Regions from separate parts of the Mus musculus genome. Here all the other regions are linked to region 3. Evidence: chromatin contacts called from public Hi-C and HiChIP or PLAC-seq data. All regions are on one chromosome and are shown on one strand. The core of a region is the stretch at or near the end of the contact, and the rest is flanking DNA. Distances in the headings are between cores, read along the strand shown.

What was found. Hi-C and Micro-C count contacts between places; a contact is called where the count stands out from the background. HiChIP or PLAC-seq counts read pairs in DNA pulled down with a chosen protein or histone mark.
Region 1: a contact with region 3 is called in a Hi-C map of the N1E-115 cell line, with 17 times the contacts expected there. The contact joins the enhancer-like site here to the promoter of Hand2os1 in region 3. A contact is called at or near these places in 4 of 39 promoter capture datasets (the 3T3-L1 cell line, embryonic stem cells, hippocampal neurons and 1 more), 8 of 484 Hi-C or Micro-C datasets (the HL-1 cell line, the N1E-115 cell line, liver and 3 more), 5 of 115 datasets of contacts at active chromatin or transcription factors (cardiomyocytes, embryonic limb bud, fetal liver and 2 more) and 1 of 9 other capture datasets (embryonic stem cells).
Region 2: an H3K4me3 HiChIP or PLAC-seq map of embryonic limb bud shows a contact between it and region 3, with 2.6 times the contacts expected there. The contact joins the enhancer-like site here to the promoter of Hand2os1 in region 3. A contact is called at or near these places in 3 of 39 promoter capture datasets (the 3T3-L1 cell line, hippocampal neurons and liver), 3 of 484 Hi-C or Micro-C datasets (the HL-1 cell line, the N1E-115 cell line and nephron progenitors) and 6 of 115 datasets of contacts at active chromatin or transcription factors (craniofacial prominence, embryonic limb bud, embryonic stem cells and 3 more).
Region 4: a contact with region 3 is called in an H3K4me3 HiChIP or PLAC-seq map of embryonic limb bud, with 4 times the contacts expected there. The contact joins the enhancer-like site here to the promoter of Hand2os1 in region 3. A contact is called at or near these places in 2 of 39 promoter capture datasets (liver and stem cell-derived epiblast-like cells), 2 of 484 Hi-C or Micro-C datasets (nephron progenitors and uterus), 3 of 115 datasets of contacts at active chromatin or transcription factors (embryonic limb bud, heart atrium and stem cell-derived neural progenitor cells) and 1 of 9 other capture datasets (embryonic stem cells).

The regions. Positions count from the first base shown.
Region 1 is chr8:56,931,240-56,933,939 of GRCm38.p6, forward strand. No RefSeq gene overlaps it. Among named protein-coding and RNA genes, the nearest start is that of Gm33501, 44 kb to the left of the region's middle. Within about 2 kb of position 1,387, at least 8 of the 459 cell types and tissues checked have an H3K27ac peak or open chromatin away from gene starts, as enhancers often do. A contact at or near this core is called in the N1E-115 cell line, where this site is marked.
Region 2 is chr8:56,914,068-56,916,847 of GRCm38.p6, forward strand. No RefSeq gene overlaps it. Among named protein-coding and RNA genes, the nearest start is that of Gm33501, 27 kb to the left of the region's middle. RefSeq lists an enhancer at 484-2,687. Within about 2 kb of position 1,279, at least 3 of the 459 cell types and tissues checked have an H3K27ac peak or open chromatin away from gene starts, as enhancers often do. A contact at or near this core is called in embryonic limb bud, where this site is marked.
Region 3 is chr8:57,319,532-57,322,231 of GRCm38.p6, forward strand. Hand2os1 (Hand2, opposite strand 1) reads right to left here and starts at 1,328. Exons shown (of 6, transcript NR_154048.1): 1 at 1,158-1,328; 2 at 653-757. It overlaps Hand2 (heart and neural crest derivatives expressed 2), which reads left to right and starts at 1,452. Exons shown (of 2, transcript NM_010402.4): 1 at 1,452-2,700. The coding sequence starts at 2,376.
Region 4 is chr8:56,961,166-56,963,887 of GRCm38.p6, forward strand. No RefSeq gene overlaps it. Among named protein-coding and RNA genes, the nearest start is that of Gm33501, 74 kb to the left of the region's middle. Within about 2 kb of position 1,311, at least 3 of the 459 cell types and tissues checked have an H3K27ac peak or open chromatin away from gene starts, as enhancers often do. A contact at or near this core is called in embryonic limb bud, where this site is marked.

The DNA of each region.
Region 1 (2,700 bases), core at 137-2,636, 390 kb before region 3:
AACAAAAACAAAACCATGTTCTATAAAGGTGAAGAAAAACTGTCAGAGAAAGACTTGTAACTGAAGCCTCCCTTCAGCGAGCGTCCTTTAGTAAGGGATGGACTTCTTCACCAGGTACAAGAGTCAGCTGCTAAGTTTTCAATACTGAGGCCCCAGAGTAGTCCCATTAAGCTACAGAGTTGTACCCCACCAGCCACGTTTTCTCATCACTTTTAACAACCCATGTTCATTGTGAGACCTTGATCTAGCTGTTACGAAGTGGCTTTCCGGAGAGAGAAAGTGTACATTGGACTGCAAGCCCCCAAGATTCCATGTGTTCCTCCTACTGTCTGTAGCAATCCCATTTCCACTGAAAAAGAAAAAAAAAAGCATCTCAGGGCTGGGAAGATTGCTCAGTTCATAAAGTCCTCGACTTACAAGAAGAAGGATCTGAGTTCAATCCTCTAAACCCACGTTCTAAAAACCTCAGTGTTATGAATGTTTGTCATTCCAGAGCCAAGGAGCCAGAGATAGACAAATCCTGGACTTACCAGCCAGACAGCCTAGCTTATTTGGCAAGTTCCAGGACATTTAGAGAGACTGTCTCAAAAAGAAAAAAAAAAGTGGGTGGTTTTAAGCAAAAGTATAATTTTTCTTACCACAAGGGAGGATAATATAAAAACTTTGGAATATATACCAGTGCAAACAAGCACTGGTAGAGAGGCAACTGGGAACAACTGACAGAGAGGGCTCAGCTACCACGAGTGATATCGGAAACCTCTAGGGAACTGTCAGAGAGAAAAAGGAAAAGCAGAAGGGTTGCAAAGGTCTGGGGTGGTTGAGGCTTGTCTGCACGGACCTTTCTTTTGACAGTTCACATCCATCTTAAGCCGAATTATTGTTTATTCTTATTGTGCCAGGTTTCCTTTCATGCACTGCTGCTTCACTGGGGTGTCATAGGCCAGTAGTCCCAGTTTTCAATTTTCAAAAGCATTTGGGATGCCAAAACAACAAAATGTAAAGGGTAGCCCGCAGCACAGTTTACTTAAGAGGTTTTAATCATAATACTCTGCACAATGTACTGCGAGATCTCCTGATTCAACTGTCTCCTCTTTTTCCCTGTAGTATCTAAGGAAACACCAAACATCCCTCCCTCTAATTTAAATACACTATAAAACTTTTGGTGGAAGTATTTTGTATCATTCTAGCTTGTTGAGAATTTTAGTTTCTGTTTTAACCAAATTAGCTTCTAAGAGAGCCCACTGGTGCCGTGTAACAAACTGAGTCACAGGTAGAAAGTCAAATGCTGTCTTATGACACTTAACGGTGGCCAGTCTGTGGAATTTGGAAAATTCTATGAATTCTGGTACGTGGCATGGCTCCGCATGCATCCTGTGCCTTCTGAGATCTCAAAAGACTCACAGCAGCCTCTGCTGATCTGGAGTTGTAAATGCTGGCCTTGATGAATGGATGTCTGATAGAAGTGATCAAAACATCGTCTGGCCAAAAGGCAGAAAGCAAGATCAAACTCCCATAATTCAAGCATGACAAAGAAACCATTGCAAAAGAGATGCACCGTCATCATGCCAGACTCCAAATGAGTTATTTCTCTCCTGCCCGGGTCTTACTGCAGTTGCCTCCCACTTGGCCACAAATGGCAAGCTTTCATCTAAGCTCAACTGCAACCCCACAGTCTTATCAGTGGATCTCCACTCCCTGAAACTGCACACAATGGAGGACGTATTTCCAGTGCAAAGGAATTGACACCATTACTACTTTAATTAACCAGTTGCCAGTTTATACTTTTTCCCTTTTCTCTCCTTTCCCTCGCCACTGTCAGTCCCCCCATCATCTCTCTCTCTCTCTCTCTCTCTCTCTCTCTCTCTCTCTCTGTCTCTCTCTCTGTCTCTCTCACACACACACACACACACACACACACATAGACACAGACACACACAGACACACACAGAGACACACACAGACACACACACACACACACACACACACACACACACACACACACACACACACACACATTATTTCCTTACATTTTGTGAAAAAGAAACTGGTTTAAGTATAGAACAAGAGACAGGAGACTCCACAATAATTCAGCTTGTTTTCTTCACTGTCACAATACCCCTGTGATCACTAAAGGGGTAAGGTGAGGGCTGGTGACCCTGTCATACTGAGATCTTAAAGTTCCTCATGACAGGTTGGCCTTTAAGAAAGAACAGGGTGTTTCCTTGAGTGGCCCGTTCAAATTGGGGGGGGGTCACTTGTTTATTTTATCAAAGAAAACGAAACAATAAAATTTAAAGGCTGGTAAGTTAACAATATATATAAATAAAATAAGAATCATAAGAATGGTTTAGCAAGGCTGATTATGCAACTAATTTTGCTATATATAAAATTGCTTCAGGTTCAGTTTTCAGTACAAATTTTTATACACACTCTTCCCTAAGGATTGAACGTTTTTGCACGTATAACTTTAACAAAACTGTTTCTGGAGACTTCAGGGAGAGCAATGATAAGCATGTTGCAATCTCTTCAAAGGTCATTTTAAATTTAAAAGTCGGGTTTCCCACACACATACATTCTCCAGCTTGGAAAAACTAGCTTCCTGTTGTAATCAATACAGATTACTCTTGGACTTAAAAAAAATCAGACAAATATTCTAAATTGTTGAACTTTCTGGGTACATGTATCTTCTGCTGTAAGTTT
Region 2 (2,780 bases), core at 29-2,528, 410 kb before region 3:
GCATGGAAAACATGTTAAATGCAATGTCTTTTCTGGGAATCACAAAAGCACACTTCAGTACAGCAGCAGAGTAGTCAATCATATAAAACAGTCTCTAGCTTAAAAATTTCTGCAAGAATAAGCTTAGTGAATATGTCTCAAATACTCATGAATCTGTGTACGTCCATGTAGTCATGTGTACATGGGGTTATTATGGATAAAAATTTTCTATGTTCATATCCATGTATACCAAGGATTGACAGACATAGGTAAACATATGATGATGTTAAAAGCATCCGTGCATATTTTAAGTTATATTATCTGTGTAAGTAGCAGATCCAGAATTCAAGACCAGATCTGTCTGAGGTGTCTACATCTACATTTTCTCAAACAAATAGGAAGAAAATATAATAGTTTTGCTCAGTTTTGTGGACTACAAAGTTTTTTGTGTGTGCTTTCTATTAATTGTTTAAAGAAAAAGTGTGCCACAGAGTGTTCCATTCCTAGGCTCATTGGTTTGTCTGGATAGAGAATATTTAAAAGATTAAAATTTATGATGAAATTTGTGTATGTAACCAGAAGAAGGGAAATGAAGATTATATGACAGATGTAATGCCTTTACTGAGATTTTCCTTTCGTTGACAAGTCTGCAAGCAAATGATAAGGACTTTCTCATCAATTCTGTGCATCTGTGAAGCGCAGCATCTCCTGGTTTCTGTTTTGTTTTCTGTTTGTTTGGTTTGTTTGGTTTTTATCAAGACAGGATCCCATTGTGTAGCCCTCACTTTCCTGGGACTTGCTTTGTATACTAGGCTGGCCCCAACCTCAAGCTCTGCCTGTCTCTATCTTCCAAGCATTGGGATTAAAGGTGTGCACTGCCACTGCCACCACCACCAGACACATTTCCTATATTTAAAGGAATATAAAGTGATGTGAATACAAGTCACATGAGCCAGGTTAATGCTATAGTCAAGATGGTTTGTTATCTCTGCGGATTCTCAGCAGCCTTGAATGGAGCCACTGATCTTACCACATTCTCACCAAAGATATCTGCATCTTTCAGGGACGATGTGGCAACATGTTTTTTGCTAGATGTGTTTGCTGTTGATAGCTCATCTCTCCCTATTACCCAGATGCAGAAATATCTTCAAAAGATTCTCTTAGAAAGAATCAAAGGCAACTCCAGTTGAAGCTCTCTGAAGGAAACGTGAAGCAGACACGCTCACCTTCAGGGAACTCTGACACATTAATTTCCTTCAGCCACCCCACTTAAAGTTGTAAGTCTGGCACCACCATGGCGGGGGCCCTAATCAGATACCAAGCTGGTGCTGACTACATCAGAAATGATGTCAGATGAACGGCAGTCCCCCACCACTGCCTCATTTGGAGCAAACACTGAAACACTTGTTTTTTAGACTACTTTATGACTTGCTTGAAAAATGACTTTGTTCACTATGGAAGGCCAATAACGTATGAGGTGTTGCCCAGGATTTTAACACTTCTACTGCATGCATGACATTCTTTGTGCACACATAGCTACACAGTGAGAATATCACCGGACTACTTATAGCATCAATACCTTCTATCGGGGGGAGAGACTGCATGGTAACAGCTGTGTTGATACTTCCAGGTATATAAAATCTGGTAAGAAACCATATTGCCAAAAGTACAGGAAGAAATGTTTTCATTTTACGCCATATGGTTTGGCTTAGATCGGATTTACACATTTGGAGTTCCTTATTTATTTTTAATGGTGGTCCTTCACCTCAAGTACATGAATGTGCTTTTCACCTCTGCTCTTTGGGGACTGTACCTGTCAAAGGCTCTGTCCCATGCAGATCTGAGAATTCTATGCCCCCCCCCCATTGACAGATCCTACCTCCTCCTATCTCCTTCTAAGGAAGCCATGTTGTTTTAGGAGCTACAAGGGCAAGCATGGAAGCCTCACTGGGATGGCGAGTAGACACCAAGATCCTCTTTGTGACAAACAGGTGACTCTTTCCCTCAGTCGCTGTGGAACTACAGCACAGAGAATAACCTCTCCTCAGACTCTCCTCCTCTCGTGTCCTGCTACTGGATAGTCGAGCCCAAGCCTGGTCTCCTTCTGGAAATTATTTGGTAATAAGAAACAGACCTTAGTTGGTGTTGTGAGATGAAGCTGTGACCTTTCACCTTCGGAGACCTGGGTGCTGAACCTTTCTGGAGGTTGGTGGTCTCCATCTAGTTCACAACAGGTATTTTCAGTGCCTCCAAGTTATATGGCATTTGTGGTCAACAGTACCTTGATCCCAAAGAGAAATTTGTAGTAATGTATTTAACCACAGGATCCTTGGGAGGACAAGCCATTCTCTGCCTCATTCTCACCCATCATTACTGTGTCAGATCCAGGAGACTTCTTACTTTAATACCAGTATTTTGTACTAGAGCCACTTCTTTTGCAGAGCTCATGGCAGTCTCATATTCTTGACTGTATAATGTGCTTCTTTATATCTTGAGATCTGCCCAGATTCTAATGCATGCTAATGGCTGCCACTCTTTGCATTCACACTTTGAGTGTTCTCTCCAGTTCTATTTAAGAAGCTTCAGCTGGAACAGGCATATCAGGGCAATATATTTTCCACCTTCTTGTACAACGTTAGTATCCATTTCATTTATCACCCATGTTCCTTGTTTACTTTAGAGCTACCTAGGCGAATGCAGACCATTACACAGTTACCTGCATCTGAGAATGGCTTTGTGTTTATACTATCATTGAAGATCCAAGATAAAGCTATAGAAACCTGGAAACCTAGGTTCTTCCA
Region 3 (2,700 bases), core at 78-2,577:
GGGCTCTCCGATTCCTTCTGATGTGGCCTTCCAGACAGAATAACAGCCAGACAGACTCTAGGGACATGGGAAGGACTGTCCATGCAGGATTCTTAACTTGGGGTTCTCTTTAATGTCTGGGACCAGAGTGCTTCTGCCTCCAAAAAGCGATGCCAACGGTGGGAGTCACTTGTGTCCCCTCTGCTTGCCTCCTCAGGTCCAAGGCCAGCTATCGGTGTGATCAAATTTACAGCCTAAGGGCTTCTGTTGACACCCTATTACACAGGGACCTTCTTCGTGTGAGTGAAAAGAAGAGATCCTCATACAGGCCAGCCGGAGGGTGGTTTTGCCTCCTTCCACTGACCGCCCCTATCCCGCGCTGCTGGGGAATCTCCTAGGTGCCCCGAGGCCCGCTAACTTACAAGTGGAGATCCATTTTCCGTTCTAATGCGTTCAAGATCGCCAAGGCAAGCAGTCTAAACATCCACGAGCCTTCCTCCCTGCCTGTCTCTTAAACGTCCGTTTAATGGCTCCCCTCCGATAACTAAACCTGCTTTCCACAGATGCCCGCTTTTATGAGGGAGGCAGGAATGCAGAGATATATTTATATGTTTGTTCATAAAAACTAGAAAATAAGCTCCGAACACGCTGTAAAAACTATTCAGTTACTTACCAAACAGGCTAGTTAAGCAGGAGGAACACGGATATTCGCCACACCACAGATTCGAGAAATCGAGGTGCCCCACTTTGAAAATCTTCGCAATCTCTGTTAGGGTTGCTGCAAATGAGTGTGGGCACAAACTGAAGGTCTCATCCGCGTTCTCTGCAAGTTGTCATCCTAACTTGGGTCATCCACTTCAGTGCCTAAGCAAACAGGCCACTGCAACTTTGCCAAAGTGTGCCGGGTCAGAGGAGCGCTGGCGCTCTAGCCTGGTCAAAGAGACTCGGCTCACTCCCAATCGCACCTTAATGGGATTCCATACCGCCACCTCCAGACTCTTGTCGCCACCACCACCCACCCCAAATCCCCTCCCCAGCCCAGCACAAAACTATAGGAGACTGTCGGCTCAGTTTTCTGCCTCGGTTACCTACAAAACACTTGAAAAGGCATAATCTGCGTTCCTTTCTCTATTCACCCCACCCCTGTAATCAGAAAAGAAAGCGAAATAATACTGTACCTGGTTTAAGATTCTTCAGTATTGGGGGGAAATATTTTAATAGCGAAGCATCTGTTAAACACTTGCATTAACCTATGGCTGATAAAAGGGTTTTTTTTTTACCCTGCCCCCCCCCGTTTTAATTATCTTATGGTTATGAGTGGACAACCAATCCTAGAAGAGGACCTCGGCAATTAGCAACGTGAACATCAAAAAGTTTTATTGCGGAGAGCGCGAGGCGCCGCCCCCGCCGCCCCGGGATTGGCGTGAGGAGCCTCTGACGACATATATTAACCCGAGCGGCCCTAAAGATGTAGCTGTACATGGAGATCTTGCTGGGAAAATCGGCTTGCTCCCCTCACCGCGTCCAGCCCAAGAGAACCGCCGCCGCTGCCACCCAGGAGCTTCCGCGGCCACTGTCTGAGCACACCCCTCCGAGAGTCCATTCGCCGCTTCCCAGCTCCGAGGTGCCTTCAAGGGCCCAAGATTCTTGTCCGGAGAGGAGAGGATCTTAGAAAATGGATGCGCTGAGACCTCTCTGCAAAGCCTCCGAGAGAGCCTGAGGAGCGAGGACGGACACGTTCCTTACAGCTTTAAAAACAAATCACACTCAAGGACCAAAACAACAACCAAATAATTTTTATTAAAACAATAAGCGCCCAAGAACCCAGATCGAGCTGGTGGGGGAGGGGAAGGGGCAGGAAGGGGGAGGGTCGCACCGAGGTAGCTCCACGCTAAGCTGCGACCCCGCCGCCTCCCGGCACAGCCGGGCCGGCTCCTGCAGCCCCAGCTTGGACTCGCCCCGGATTCCAGGTCATCTTCGGAGTCAGGAGTCCCGTGGCCGGCGTCTGCGGGACTGCCTCGCGGGAGCCGGCCGGCACTTTTGCATGAGCACCGGAGCGCTCTGCCTGGTCGCTGCAGCGGGGAACGCGGGAGCCGGCGCGCGGGCTGTAGAGCTGGGCGGGCGGCGGCGGCCAGCAAGGGCGCACCGTGCCGGGACCAGCTCGCCGCGCCCCATGGGGAGCCGGCGGCCGCGGCACAGCTGAGGCGGGCCCGGCGGGCCAGGCGCGGGCCCCGGGCTGCAGCGGCCCCCTCTGCGGCTGCAGGGCCGGCCCGGGAGCCCGGGGGTTGGGGGGTGGGGGGTGGGGAAGGCCGCCGATCGCCGAGGTCGGAGCCCGATCGGAGGGCGCGGCGGGGCTGCGCGCACGCTGGGGCGCGTGGAGGGCCACGGAAGGCGAGATGAGTCTGGTGGGGGGCTTTCCCCACCACCCCGTGGTGCACCATGAGGGCTACCCATTCGCCGCAGCCGCCGCCGCCGCTGCCGCCGCCGCCGCCAGCCGCTGCAGCCACGAGGAGAACCCCTACTTCCACGGCTGGCTTATTGGCCACCCGGAGATGTCGCCCCCCGACTACAGTATGGCCCTGTCCTACAGCCCCGAGTACGCCAGCGGTGCCGCGGGCCTGGACCACTCCCATTATGGGGGAGTGCCGCCCGGCGCCGGGCCTCCCGGCCTGGGGGGGCCGCGCCCGGTGAAGCGCCGGGGCACCGCCAACCGCAAGGAGC
Region 4 (2,722 bases), core at 61-2,560, 360 kb before region 3:
GGGTTTTCAGCAGAACTTTGCCTATTGTTGACTCATGTTGAAAACACACTACCAATAACTCATTCATTATTTTCAACAATCTGATGTGCCATTAGTCAATGTACAGGTACTTGGGGGTTTTGAGTATGGGTATTTAAACCTAGTTTAGGGAATTTTATGAGCACACAATACAAAAGGTGTGCAACTTCGTCTGTGATGAATGCTTTGTCCTGAATGCTAACTTTGGACTTCTTTAGTGTGTGTGTGTGTGTGTGTGTGTGTGTGTGTGTGTGTGTGTGTGTATAAATTATCTTTCTGCCCTATGCAAGTTCTCTTGGTGATGGGAAGTCTCATTCTTATAAAAAGATTATGATGCGATTCATCCACATAACAACTTTCTGTGTGACCTTAAGCCAGACTTACACCTTTCTGACACTTGGTTTTAGAACTTTTAAACTCTCTCATCAGCAAAGTCCTGATCATAGACATGAAGTTTCAAATAAACAAATGATATGAAGGTAAATGTATCACAAAATTCTACCACAGGGGAGGGAATTTCCTATTACTTCACATACTATCCTAGCATGTATATTTTCTACTTATTTCCTTTTGAGGCACAGTCTCTGAATGGACTTATTTTGCTATCAAACAAACAGCATCTATTACACTGTTGGGTCCAATTGGGTGGGGAAAAAAAACCAGCAGTGGACTTCAATACTGTTGCATTTGCCCAGGAGAAACTGATAGCAGACCACCAACTGACTTCACATTGAGACCAAACAACACTCAGATGGAAACAATGACTTTTAGTCATTAACAGTGGGATTAAACAGAAACCGTTGACCCAGAGGTGAAAGGCTCCATTCTCCATTTTCTAGTCTTGGGCCTCAAGTACCCTACCAGTTACTTTTTTTTTTAGCTTAATTACTTAGCTCATTAATGGAATGACAAACTGAACCTGTGTGTGACCCACACCCACAGACACATGTCTGCTACTAGAGCAGACTTCATACTTCAGCCATCCAGTTTCTCAGCATCGTTTCTTAGCATCGAGATAACCTGGGGGGAGTCCGTGGCTTTCCTTAAGCCACACAGATCACACGGGAAAATACATGGAACACAGAAAGGACGCTTAAGAAGATCAGAGGAGATTACATTAGAAAGCAATATTTATACTATCACATACACCAACAGTCCTACGATGATTAGGGCCATGTTTCGGATTTCAGAGGCAGGCAGTTCTGGCAGGGATGAGTTATTGCCGCACTAAGAGCTATGTGGCTGTTGAAAGACTCCCAGCCCCTGATAGGTCTGTGAACTGATGGGGTCTTTTTTCCCCCTTTCTCCAGATGAGTGCTATCAAAGCCATAGAGTGTTAGAGTGTTGCTGTACAGCACAGAGGGGAATATATTCACATGAGGTGATTATCCCTGATGTTTCTGGACAATCTAAAGATACATTACATTTTCCTAATAATACTTACCTTCTTTTTAATATGATGTTTTAGAAGAACAGCCTGCACTTCTAATCAGGACAATTTATCACCTATTCCCAAAGTCCCTTGCTGATGAAATGCCTGACATATATATTGGGTGTCACGGATTTAGCAAAAATTGAATTATAAATTGCCCTGCCAGTTTTTGCCTCTGGAAATAATGAAAAAGTGGGGTAAAGAAATGTTCTCTTGAAGGATTTACTTCTAAAATGACTATGAAGAAAGAATCAACCAAAGTGGATTGCCAAGATATTATCTCTCTGAGCAGAGGTTATTTGGGCATCTAAGAAAAATATGACAATAGAATTAAGATAATGTGAAAGCTCTACTTCCAGGGGAAAAATAGCAGTGGCAAAAACTGTCATTTTAAAGGCGTTAAGAACTGAATGCACGAAGAGCTCAGAGTCTACTTGCACAAAGCCAAAAGCAATGCTGTACACAGTTCTTAGAAATTATAAATATTTGAGTCTCGTGACTTAAGTGCTGTTCTTTTGGAGTTCATTACTTCCCTTCTAACTGGTAGTCAGTCAAAACTGGTTTGTTCTTCAGCATCATTCAATTTATTTGAACTTGTTACTGGGTTTATGAATAATGTCATAGAAACATTTTACTAAATACGCATCACATAAAACTTGAAAATACAAAGGTTTATGAAATTACTGAATTGTATGCCTTGTCCCAACCTGTTGATATATGTCTTCCTAATATCTTACATTTTAAACAAAATTATATGAATATTTCACGTATTTACATTTTCTTCTCCAGCTTCATTATGACCTATTCTATTAATACAAGAAAGCATGTTGTGAATGCCATATGAAAATATGCTTGTTTTATTTGAACTTGGGGCTTTTCTAACTCTCAACTATTTGAAATAACAACAAAAGAATGATTTGTAATTATTCTTTGTGTCTTTTCTGAATATGTAATAAGAAATAGAATTATTGAACCAAAATCCAAAACCTTGAAAATTCCAAAAGCATCGTCAGCATTCCAGAACCTTCAGTCCACTGGATGATGCATGTCTACAAAAGGCTAACCTCAATTTTTTTTGTCTTTTGGCCTCTGAGCAGCTAAGATAGTTTATTTCCTTTTAACAGAAATAATTACAAGTTTCCTTGTTGTAGAGGTCTGTTGGCTTTGAGCCAAGAATTACCTATACGTGATCTTCACATTTATCACAAAATCCAATTTATTTAGCTTGATTTTAGTTGAGTTGATTGCTAGGATTGGTTATAAAGATGCCAA